2 separate regions of the Mus musculus genome follow, and region 1 is linked to region 2. The links are chromatin contacts, called in public promoter capture Hi-C maps. All regions are on one chromosome and are shown on one strand. Each heading gives the region's core, a stretch centred on a gene start, on an enhancer-like site or on the middle of the called end of the contact. The rest is flanking DNA. Distances are from core to core; before and after follow the strand shown.

Evidence for each region. Promoter capture Hi-C pulls out the DNA fragments that hold promoters and counts their contacts.
Region 1: a promoter capture Hi-C map of liver shows a contact between it and region 2, with 5 times the contacts expected there. The contact joins the promoter of Hic2 here to the promoter of Zdhhc8 in region 2. A contact is called at or near these places in 2 of 39 promoter capture datasets (cranial neural crest and liver) and 1 of 115 datasets of contacts at active chromatin or transcription factors (pancreatic cancer cells).

What each region holds. Positions count from the first base shown.
Region 1 is chr16:17,232,079-17,237,280 of GRCm38.p6, reverse strand. Hic2 (hypermethylated in cancer 2) reads right to left here and starts at 3,694. Exons shown (of 3, transcript NM_178922.3): 1 at 3,551-3,694.
Region 2 is chr16:18,233,180-18,238,321 of GRCm38.p6, reverse strand. Zdhhc8 (zinc finger, DHHC domain containing 8) reads left to right here and starts at 3,186. Exons shown (of 11, transcript NM_172151.4): 1 at 3,186-3,415. The coding sequence starts at 3,312.

The DNA.
Region 1 (5,202 bases), core at 2,445-4,944, 1.0 Mb after region 2:
CTAGAGATCAGGTTCAGGAGGCAAAGGCCTTCAGTCCCAGCCTATGAACAGAGATGGGATGAAACTGACCCCTCGGGTCAACAGACCAACCAAAAGAGCAGAGACAGGAGTTCCCTAGGTAAACTGAACTTTATTCCTTCTCGAACTTCTACATCTCCAAAACTGGTTCCTTTTCAGAAGCTACTGATAAGAAGGTATCTCTTTGGCTCTCCTGTGAGAGCCACATTCACAAGCATCTTATTTTATTCCTGAATGCCTTTCTCTTAATTCCAGGGCTCAAAATCTATATTAAAATATCTCAGGAGGCCGGGCGTGGTGGCGCATGCCTTTAATCCCAGCACTCGGGAGGCAGAGGCAGGTGGATTTCTGAGTTCGAGGCCAGCCTGGTCTACAAAGTGAGTTCCAGGACAGCTAGGGCTACAGAGAAACCCTGTCTCAAAAAACCAAAAAATAAAGAGAAAAGAAAAAAAAAATCTCAGGAGCCTGGTACAGTGTGGCACCTCTTTAATCCCAGCACTCAGAACACAGAAGCAGGTAGATCTGAGTTCCTTGTCTATCTAGTGAGTTCTTAAGAGCCAGGGCTAGAGAGACCCTGTTTCAAAAACAAAACAGCAAAGGATTTATGGGAGGGAGGTGGATGTCTGTGCCTTCTGGGCCAGTTAGAGCTATAAGAGACCTTGTTTCCTTGTTTTCATTGTTGTTTTAACTTTACACACACGGGACCCCCAGGAGTGCCTAGTGCCTTGGGAAGGGAGAAGGCATCAGGTTCCCTGAAACTGGGGTTACAGATGGTTATGAGTCACCTGGGTCCTCTGAACGCAGCCAGTACTCTTAATCTCTGGGCCATCTCTCTAACCCTTTCTTATTTAAAAATAAAATAAAACCCTGAAAACTGGTGGCACACACCTTTAACCTCAACATTTGCTAGGCAAAGGCAGGCCATTCTCTGAGTTCCAAGACAGACAGAGCTACACAGTGAGGCCCTGTCTCATCTCGAAAGACAAACAAAAAAAGCTGGTCATAGTGGAAATAGTGAGGTCTAAGCCAACCAAGGATACATAGGGAAACCCTCTTTCTTGGGCCAGAGAAATGGCTCAGTGGGCAAAAGTGCTTGCCAATTAGCTTTATGACAACTTTGACCCCCAGGATCCACCTGGTGGAAGAAGAGAACCAACTCCTACAAGCTGTCCCACGCTCGACTCTAGCAGAGAGTCTGCCCATCGACATGCATACATACGAATAAAGAAATGTAGTATCTCAACAAACTCCAGCTCAGTTTAAAAGGGAGAAGGGTAATTCATGCCCCTAACCTCACCCCTTCAAGCCTGACCTTGACAGGCAATAAGGACTCATAGGAAGACTGCACAGCATTCCCTACAGCTCAATAATGCAAAACCCTGTTGCTCTCAGTCCACAACAGCTGACTCCTAGAGGATCAGAGACTGCACTTATTAACAAAATGAGAAATCTGATCTGTGGAAAGAAAACACTATGTGAGGATTAATCTAGAATTGCAGCTTGTGGAAAAGGCTAGGCTGCTGGCCAAGACCAGGAAGTGCGGAAGGAAGGAACCCTGTCTACCTGTCCTCAGAGCAGGTACTATGCAGCAGAACAGGCTGCACCGCCCCTGCCCTGTTTGCACCTCTTCTCCTTCTAGCAATTACAGCAAATCATTTTGGTTCTGCTTTAAACACAGGGCTCCCTCGAGCTGCTTCTTCCTACACGCAAAGCCAACAATCAGAGGGAGATTTTTTTCTTTTCAGGAATTGCTCGTAAAAGCTCAGTGACTAATGTACAAGTCCCAACAACTGGCAGGAAAACACTGCAGGAAGAAATTCTGGGCACACAGCCGAACTCAAACAGCCAGACAAGCTGGCCAACAAGCACTCTCAACACCTTACAACTAACCTGCAGAAAGCCAGGAGCCAAATTAGTAAACTGAATGAACAGCATTGCTCCCCTCGCAGCAAGCAGGCAGGCAATGCAAAGACTGGACAACTTTTCCCAAGTCTACCCTGTAGGTTTCAGAGGTTTTCATTAAAAAACTGCATAGGACAGAAAGATCACCTGCAGGCACATGACTTCTTGCAAAAACCTTAGTGGGAAGGTTTGGCCACACATTTGTCTCTAGAGGCCAGCCTGAGGCTGGACCATCTGCTTTCTTTCAGACTACTCCAGGAGCTCTGCTCCACCCAGCATACTTTTTCGAGAGACAGAGCTACAGAGTGGTTACACAGACTACGATCCTAAAAATGTCTGCTTGAAAGCCAGGGATTCCAGATACGGGCAGATAACAGTGGAGGGGCAAGGCCAGGAGGAATCAGAAGCAATAATGTGGCATCCCTCTAGGGTTTGCCTCCATCCCACCAACCTTTGTCCTAGATTGGAAATCCCAAGTTCAGCCTAGAAGATGAGCCCCTCCACGACCTGCCGAATCTCCTGGTCCTAGGTGCAAAAGCCACAGCTAGCAAACCCCAGTAACAGTCCAGTCACAGGATTCCTATAGGCAAGGATCCGCCCCTCCCCCATCGCCACATATGTCAGTGGGGGTGGCCTCTCAGTGTTACACCCCTCCTGCTGATTGAAAGTGAGGAACCTGGAACACAGCTTTCCAAATGCGCCTGACAATTATAACTAGAAAAGATACTGTGAAGAGGGGGATAGAACACATAAGTAAATAACTTCTGAATCTCTCCGGCCAGCCAAGATCAGCACGGGACTCTCGTCGCAAGGTAGTCCAAAACTGTTCAGGGCGCGGCCGCTGAGAGTATTATCTGGCCTCAATCACTCCAAGTACCTAAGTCACTGCCCCCCAGGGAGAGGTATTTTCCCCCAGCACTTACACCCAGGCTTGTGTGCATATGAACCATTCTGGAAGATAAACAGAGAATGACAAGCTAGGGCCCCTCAGCTCACTCCCTGAGCCAGCCAGTCCCTTCCTCTTGCCACCCGACCCCCTCCCCCCAAGCCCATCTCTCTTCCTGCCAGGCGGCTGCCTCCAGCAAAGGTCTGGGGGCAGGGCAGAAAGCCCACCCAGCCACGGAGCCGGGCCCTCTAAGCCCTACCCTGTCCCTGACACGGCCAGTCCCCCAGCCAGGAAGGGTACTCGAGGAAAAGGACTGCAGACCATACACACAAGCGCAGTTCTGGAAACCGTAAAGCGTTCCAGTGAGGGGCAGCCGCAGGCGTACAGCCGTTTGCATAATGGGAGAACGCCCGCCTGTCAGGCAGCATAGCTCGCCCGACGCCGTTCGGATTAGATTGCTAATGAAAAGGCACAAAGAGCCGGCGCCCGCTACCCCGTCGACCCCCGCTCCACAGACTCGCGTCCCCGGACTGGCGCGGCCCTGGGGGCTTTGTGCCCGGAGTCCCCGTGCCGGCCGCAACCCGCCGGGCACCTGAACCACAAAGCCCCCGCCCGTCCAGGGTCCCGCGTGCGCCTCGGTTCGAGACTAGGGGCCGTGCGCGCGCTCCGTCCCACGCGCGCCCACGCCCCCCTCTCCGGGGGCGCGCCCGGCCCGCGTCGCCCTCCCTCGAGGACACCGCTTACCTCAGGTGCCTGCCAGAGGCCCCTCGTCTTGGGCGCCCGACCTGAGCTGCACGCGCCCGCCCTGTCCGCCCTCCGCCGGCCCCCGCTCGGCTCTCCGCCCAGCGCGCCCAGAGCGCTGCTCACAGCCGCCCGCTCCGCGCCATCTTGGAAGCTTGTGACGTCAGCTCCACCCGCTCACCCCTGACCCACATCTGAATGGGCGAGCGACAGGGCGGACCTGGAGGCGGACCCTTGTGGGGGCGGAACCCTGAGGCTGGGCGGGGCCGCCGAGGGGTCTGAGTCCAGGGATGGGCCAGTGGCTGCGGCAGAGTGTAATGGGGGAGGGGCGCACGGGAGGTCGCCTACAGGGTCCCGATGCAGGCGCCAGAACGGGATGGCAACCTCACCTCAAAATACTTGACGGGCAACACCCAGCGAAACAAGAATCCTGCTCTTTACCACGGGTCTATGCCCAGCCCTCAAACGGAAGACTGACCCGTTTTGAGCCTGACCCGGACCCTTCAGAACCCCCAACACTATCACCACCAACCCGGTTCAGGTGGCCTGCGCCTCTCCTCTTCCGCCCGTTTGAGCCCCTTGATCTACGCAGAGTATCTCAGTCTATAAAGTTTAGCACCCAAAGGCTGCTTGCTCCGCTGTCTGGGCTGCAGGAAGGCCTGCGTGGTTCTGATTTTAAAGGAGAAAAGAGGCCTGGGAGTCTTAACCCTAAACTTCTCCTAGGATCCTTACATCCACTCTCGCGAAGGTCGACCCGGATTGCGCAGAGGGCGGAGAGGTCCGTGTACACTCTGCTTACTTATCCAGAGTTCCGGTGACCGCCGCAGGTCACAGGAGTTTAGGCAGCCCAGTAAAGACCCAAGACTTGTGGCCATCCAAATGTATTGGGGTTCACACGGAGTTATTCTCTAGAGAGTTATTAGATGACCATCTCTCTACTTTGAACACTAAACACTAAAGCCCACCACTGTTAAAGGTCAGAAAAGTCCTAGCCAGAACCTACAGCTGTTCTATAGGGAGGTTGTGACCCAGAGTCAACATTGAAACCCAATTCAATAACCCTTCACAGAGGCAAGCATGCTTTCCGAATGTACAAGCTTAAAATAACAGATTAAAAAAAATTAAAATTCTTAGTTTACCCAATAGCTACATAGCTAATACATGATTGTTTTTACAACTATCATCTTTGAAACACCAAACAACAGAAATAGGAGTACATTTGTCCTAACAGATATTAAAGCAAATTATAAAGCTACTGCTGTCAATTATACTAGCCAAGACATAGAATACTATGCCTAAACATCCTAGAAATGGCGAAAACTCAATAGATTGAAAATGGGTGGCATGGGGCATGTCTTTAGTCCCAGAACTCTGAAGGCTGAAAGAGGCAGATCTCTGTGAATTAGAGCCAGTCTGACTACATAGTGACTTCCAGTTGAGCCAGGGCTACACAGTGAGCCTGCCTCAGAAAGGAAAAACAAAAAAGAACTATCAAGCACGTGTTAAAGGAATTGTCAATCATGAAGAACAGCTTAGAGGTGGGCTGTTTTGAAGACTTACTGAGCCAAGTGTGGTGGTCCTGCCACTCCCTAGGTGATGGTTACAGGAAGGAACATTTTTTTCAGTGGTTATAGTCACTGGTAAACTGACTCCTA
Region 2 (5,142 bases), core at 1,937-4,436:
GGAAGAACTGTCCACGGGCCCTGGACTGAGGATTCAGGTTCAAGTACCCTTTACCTTGTAGTAACAGGCAAATGAACCTTTGAGTGGGGTAAATGCCCTTAGGGAGAGGACTTTATAAGTAGGACGTCTCTTCCTATGACCAGTGTTTGGCATTTCTCCCCATGTATCTGCAATAGAGGAGGATGGCTGTGATGGCTCTCATGGCATAAATCCTGGACTCAGACCCAGAAGGTTTCCTTCTATTCTGCAAATACAAACTGGCTAAGGGACACTGCTGTCCTGTGCTCAGGTTGTATTCTGATGTACATTCAAGGAAGTGGTTCATACTATAGATGGTGTAGCCAAGGAAGACATGCATTGCTTCAAGTCTTGAGTGCCCCATTGACAATAGTTTGGAGGAAGGACATCAACAGGTAACTAGCCTGGTATTATATCCTGACGCAGAGACTGAGCCAAGTAGGGTGGAGTCTTAACAGGTTTTAAGACTGTAAGAAACAGATGTAGTGAGCGTGGTGGTGCACGCCTTTAATCCCAGCACTCGGGAGGCAGAGGCAGGTGGATTTCTGAGTTTGAGGCCAGCCTGTTCTACAAAGTGAGTTCCAGGACAGCCAGGGCTATACAGAGAAACCCTGTCTCGAAAAACCAAAAAAAAAAAAAAAAGAAGAAGAAGAAGAAGAAAAGATAAAAGAAACAGATATATCTTATCCATGGGGGCATTCCAAGACTCCCAGTAGATGCTGTAAACTTAAGGGGGTGCCAAGCCCTGTGTGTTACTGTGCATACACACCTGTGGCAAGTTTGGAAGTTGACATAGTGGAAGGTTCAGAGTAATGAAGCCAGATACACTGCAATAGAATCAGGGATATTGTACCTTACTATAGGGCTTAGCAACCTCAGCACAGGTTCCTAAGTTCGCTTCACAGGGCCTCTGGCATCACTACTGCTGCACTTTGGGGATACTGAGACAAGAAAGCTACAGCGTGTCAAATGAGGAAATAGGGAAGCTGAGGAGTTCACACCCAAGGCTGATGAGAGCAGCATAGTATAGTTATTAAATGGTTAGTGTGAGATAGCCTCATAGCCCAGGCTGGTGGCCCTGAACTGGCTGTGTAGCTGAGGATAACCTTGAATTTAAGATCCTTCTAAGCCCTGTGGTGCCGTGCCTTAATAGGCCAGCATTCTACCAAACTGCTGCATCCTGACCATTTTAGTTTCTTGTTACATAGCTTGGCTAGCCTAGAACTCACTATGTAGACCAGGCTGGCCTCAAACTTAAGATCCACTTATCTCTGCCTCTCCAGTGCTGGGATTAAAGATATGTACCACCACACCCAGCTTTTTAGTTTTTGAGATGAGTTTCACTGTGTAGCCAAGGCTGGTAGTCTCCATGTCTCACTCTTCCAAGAGCTGGTATTACATGAGTCACCACACCCGGCTAATCGTACACAAATCTGAATTATTTATGGACTTCTATTTAATAACTGGGTTGTGGGTAGCTGAAAGCATGGAAAGTCAGCACCGTTGTGGGGAGTGCTGCTTTATACCTCCATCTCAGTCCCTCTGCTGTGCTGGCTGCCACTCTACATTCCTGTTTCAGGCCCTCTGCGGCTCTCCTAGGCTGTGTGTTCCAGTGGCTCCCTGCTGCCTTGCCAGCCCTATTCAGGAAGAAAGGTACCATATCACTCTGGGCTCTGGCCTCAGCAGCTACATCTGCCCCACCTAAAACTGTTTTGGACTCTCCACGACCAGTGTTTGCTATTTTCCTACAAGACTGTGGCAGTAGTGTGGCTGCCTTGGTACCCTACATATAACATGAGAGTAGACTTAATCCCAAAGGAACTCTGCAGTGGGGGAGCTGTGAGTCGTGGAGCCTCCTGTGGGCCCTAGAGGCCCTAGAGGTTCTGAGCGTTCTATGTTAGGGGCTGTAGGACAAGATTAAAGTCGGGCGAATTTAACTGAACTGTGTGCCTAATGCAGAGGGCCAGCTGGATACTTACTTACCTGAGAGCGGAAAGGAGTTTGTATCCACTCTGCTCTCCACTGTGAGGTCACATCACTGCTATCTTACCAACGCTGGAAGACCCTGAGCTACGTCTTCTGGCATGGAATGACCAACAGGACAGAAATCTGAGAGAAAATCTATCACTGTTTATGCTGTTGAAAAGCTGTTTCTACATTAAGGCACTCGACCCTGAGCTGTGGGCGAGCCAAGGAGTCCCAGGCCTACAAGCAGTGTTGTAGGGAGGAGGTGGCTGAAGGACTCTGGGTTATGGCTCTACAGAAGGAGATAGCAACAACCAAGGGAAGAAGGCTCCCACTATCTTGGTCTGGGGAGGGGTGGACGATGGAGAAGAGCCTCCGGACTGGGGGCGGCTCTGGGGGAATCGTCAGCCAGCACCCTGTTCAGGCCCTGAATAAGCTTCCAAAGTAAATGTTGCTGCCTTGTGGAGTGGCTAAGGCAAGCAGTGGGGTTTGACCATGTTCTTACTCAAAACATTAAAACTGATCTGCTAGGGGAAGCCAATGCAGATGCCTGCAGCATCCTTGGAGGGCCGGTCCACCTTAAACAGCTGCGTCCTGGCGCGGGCAGGTGGGCTTGCTCGCGGGTGGGTGGTGAGCATGCGCAGCCTTTCTAGTCAAGGCCAGAGCAGGGTTCAGTCACTTTCCCTAGGACACCAGCTTTCCGAAGGCGTTCCTAGGTCTCTTACACACGGCCTCAATCAAGCCTGCGGCCTGAGCCAGGACACAGAGGAACTCGGTGACCTAACTCTTAGTGTGTGGAGGGCTGAGAACTGGCTAAGGTTTGGATAGCCATGATACCCCTACCTTGTCATAGAAATCTCGCTCACACCCCAGTGACTGCCAGGGGACCTTCAGCCTGTCCCGGGACTGTGATTGGAGAGCATGTAGGCCCAAGAGAGCTCCCGGGTTAGGGCCTGCGGTAGCAAGGAAAAAAAAAAAAAGGAAAGAAAGGAAGAGACAGACAAGAAAGAGAAAAAGAACATGCTTTCCGTTGTCCTGTCGGTCCAGATGGGCGCTGCGCGTGCGTGGGGTGTCGGGCTACCCCGCAAAAGAGGAGTTGGCCGCCCGGCGCTCCACCCTCAGCCCGCCCCCGCCGCGGCCCTGCCGCCGGGTCCACCTTAAGGGGCGCGCTGACATCAGCGCGCCGCCGCCGCCCGTGGGGTGGGATTTCCTCCACTGCCGCTGCGGCGGATCCTGCGCCGCGTCCAGCCCGCGCGCCCGACCCCGGCCCGACCCGGCCGGCCCCGCCCGCCCGGCCCGGGGAGGGATGCGGCGGCGCGGCGCCCAGGATGCCCCGCAGCCCCGGGACGCGCCTCAAACCCGCCAAGTACATCCCGGTGGCCACGGCCGCCGCGCTGTTGGTTGGTTCCAGCACACTCTTCTTCGTATTCACGTGAGTCGGCGCCGGGTCCAGAGCCTGGTAGCAGCGGGTGGGGGTAGGGAGGTTGGGGGTGGGAGCCGAAGGGGCGCACGTGCCCCACGGGGGCGGCGGTGGGCTGGGCGGATTAGCAGGTTGCGGCGAGGGGCTGCGTCCCCGGAGCACGGACAGGTGAATGCCTGCCTCTGAGCGTTCTAGCAGGCCCTGGGTGTGGTTGCAGCCTTTCATTCCCTCGGGGCTTTGAAGGGGGACGCGTGTCACCTACAGACACCAACCTTCCTAGGGGGAGGGGGGGAGTAGGAGCTGTGAGCCCCCTCGTCGCGGCCAGCATGTAAAATCAACTTATTTCTGTGTTTCTCAGCGTAGGTGTGGCCTGCCCCACAGCCGTGACTGGCCACTACAGCCTACTCAAGGCCCTCAGCCCTCCCTGAACACAACACTGAGAGGCTTCTATCCTACACTTCTAAGTCTGGAGCACAAAAGACCTCAGAGGCTAGGCTGCCAGTCGTGGGGAGGGAGCACTCTTTGCCAGCCTGGCACTAGGCAGCCTCAATTTCTTACCCCGGGCTGGCTCATAGGTCATGGGGTTCTGAATCTCGGACCACTCGTTTCTTTCTACAATTCCAAAGCCTTGACACAACTCAGGTGACCAAAGGGATGGCCATTTGTTTCCAGGTGTGACAGCCCCAGGTGTAAGTGAGCCTGAGCCACCCTTTCCACTTTGTAGAAACATATAGCAGCCTTTGTAGGAGTCTGAATTCAGTGCCTGTTGTGGGAGGAGAGTCCTTACCTGGAGGCTGGGGTTGGGTATGTGCCACTGGCTGCAAAGAGCAAGTTTAAAAAAGGCCTGTGTGGACGGGCTTATTTCTGGCTCCAGGGAAAGTCTGTGTTCTTGTCACTCAGATGTTGTGGATTGTGGACTAAGGAAGGGCTTGGGGAGCTAAGACTGGAGGGGACATATCTTGGAAAATTCGGTCTTCCAGAGGTCTTGAGTGGGGTTCTGTTTCAGTGCAGAGAGGGTGTCACAGGGACATTTCGATGTCTTTTAACATAACTCTAAAATTAAGACATGCAATATGGGAATCAAAGTTTTAAGAGAAATTAAAATCCTCTCCCCCTGCTTTCTCTCCTCAGAGAATGTAAGTAGTTTCAGAGGATTCAGAGGACCCAGGTGGTTCCTGGAAACTTGACTCTGCCTCAAGCTTTGGTCTCTGAGGTTGCTACCGTTTTTTCTGGGCAGTGCTTCCTCTGTGTTCTTGAAGCTAGTGTTCTGGGGCTGTGCATGTGGGTGCTCTTGAGGTTTGGGGTTCTCTTTAAGGGACAGCTACTCTGACTTGAACTGGCTCTGCAGTTGGCATGACTGGGGCCCTGTTCAGTCTGTGTGCATCCTCATCTGCCCCTTGGATGAGTTCCTGAGATGTGGGTATTGCTGACCTGACACTCAGGTGGCTCTGTTCTCAGAAGAGGCTCTGCTGGACAGCTGTGCTCGTTTGGGCAGTGCCAGGGTATAGGCAGGTCTGGTGGCCAGCCTGGAGTAGGTGTCTTTTTCAAGATAGAATCCCTGTCCTCTCATTGCCTCCCTCCTGCCCTGTTTCTGGCTCCGTCCACTGACACCTCAGACACCAAGAAAAGGAAGCAGTCGCTCAGCCTACCTTTGGGGCCTAGATCGGGTCCTGAAACTTTACCTGGCGTAAGTGACCCTTAGATCTCCTCTTTGTGAGTCTGAACTGCTTCTCTCAAGG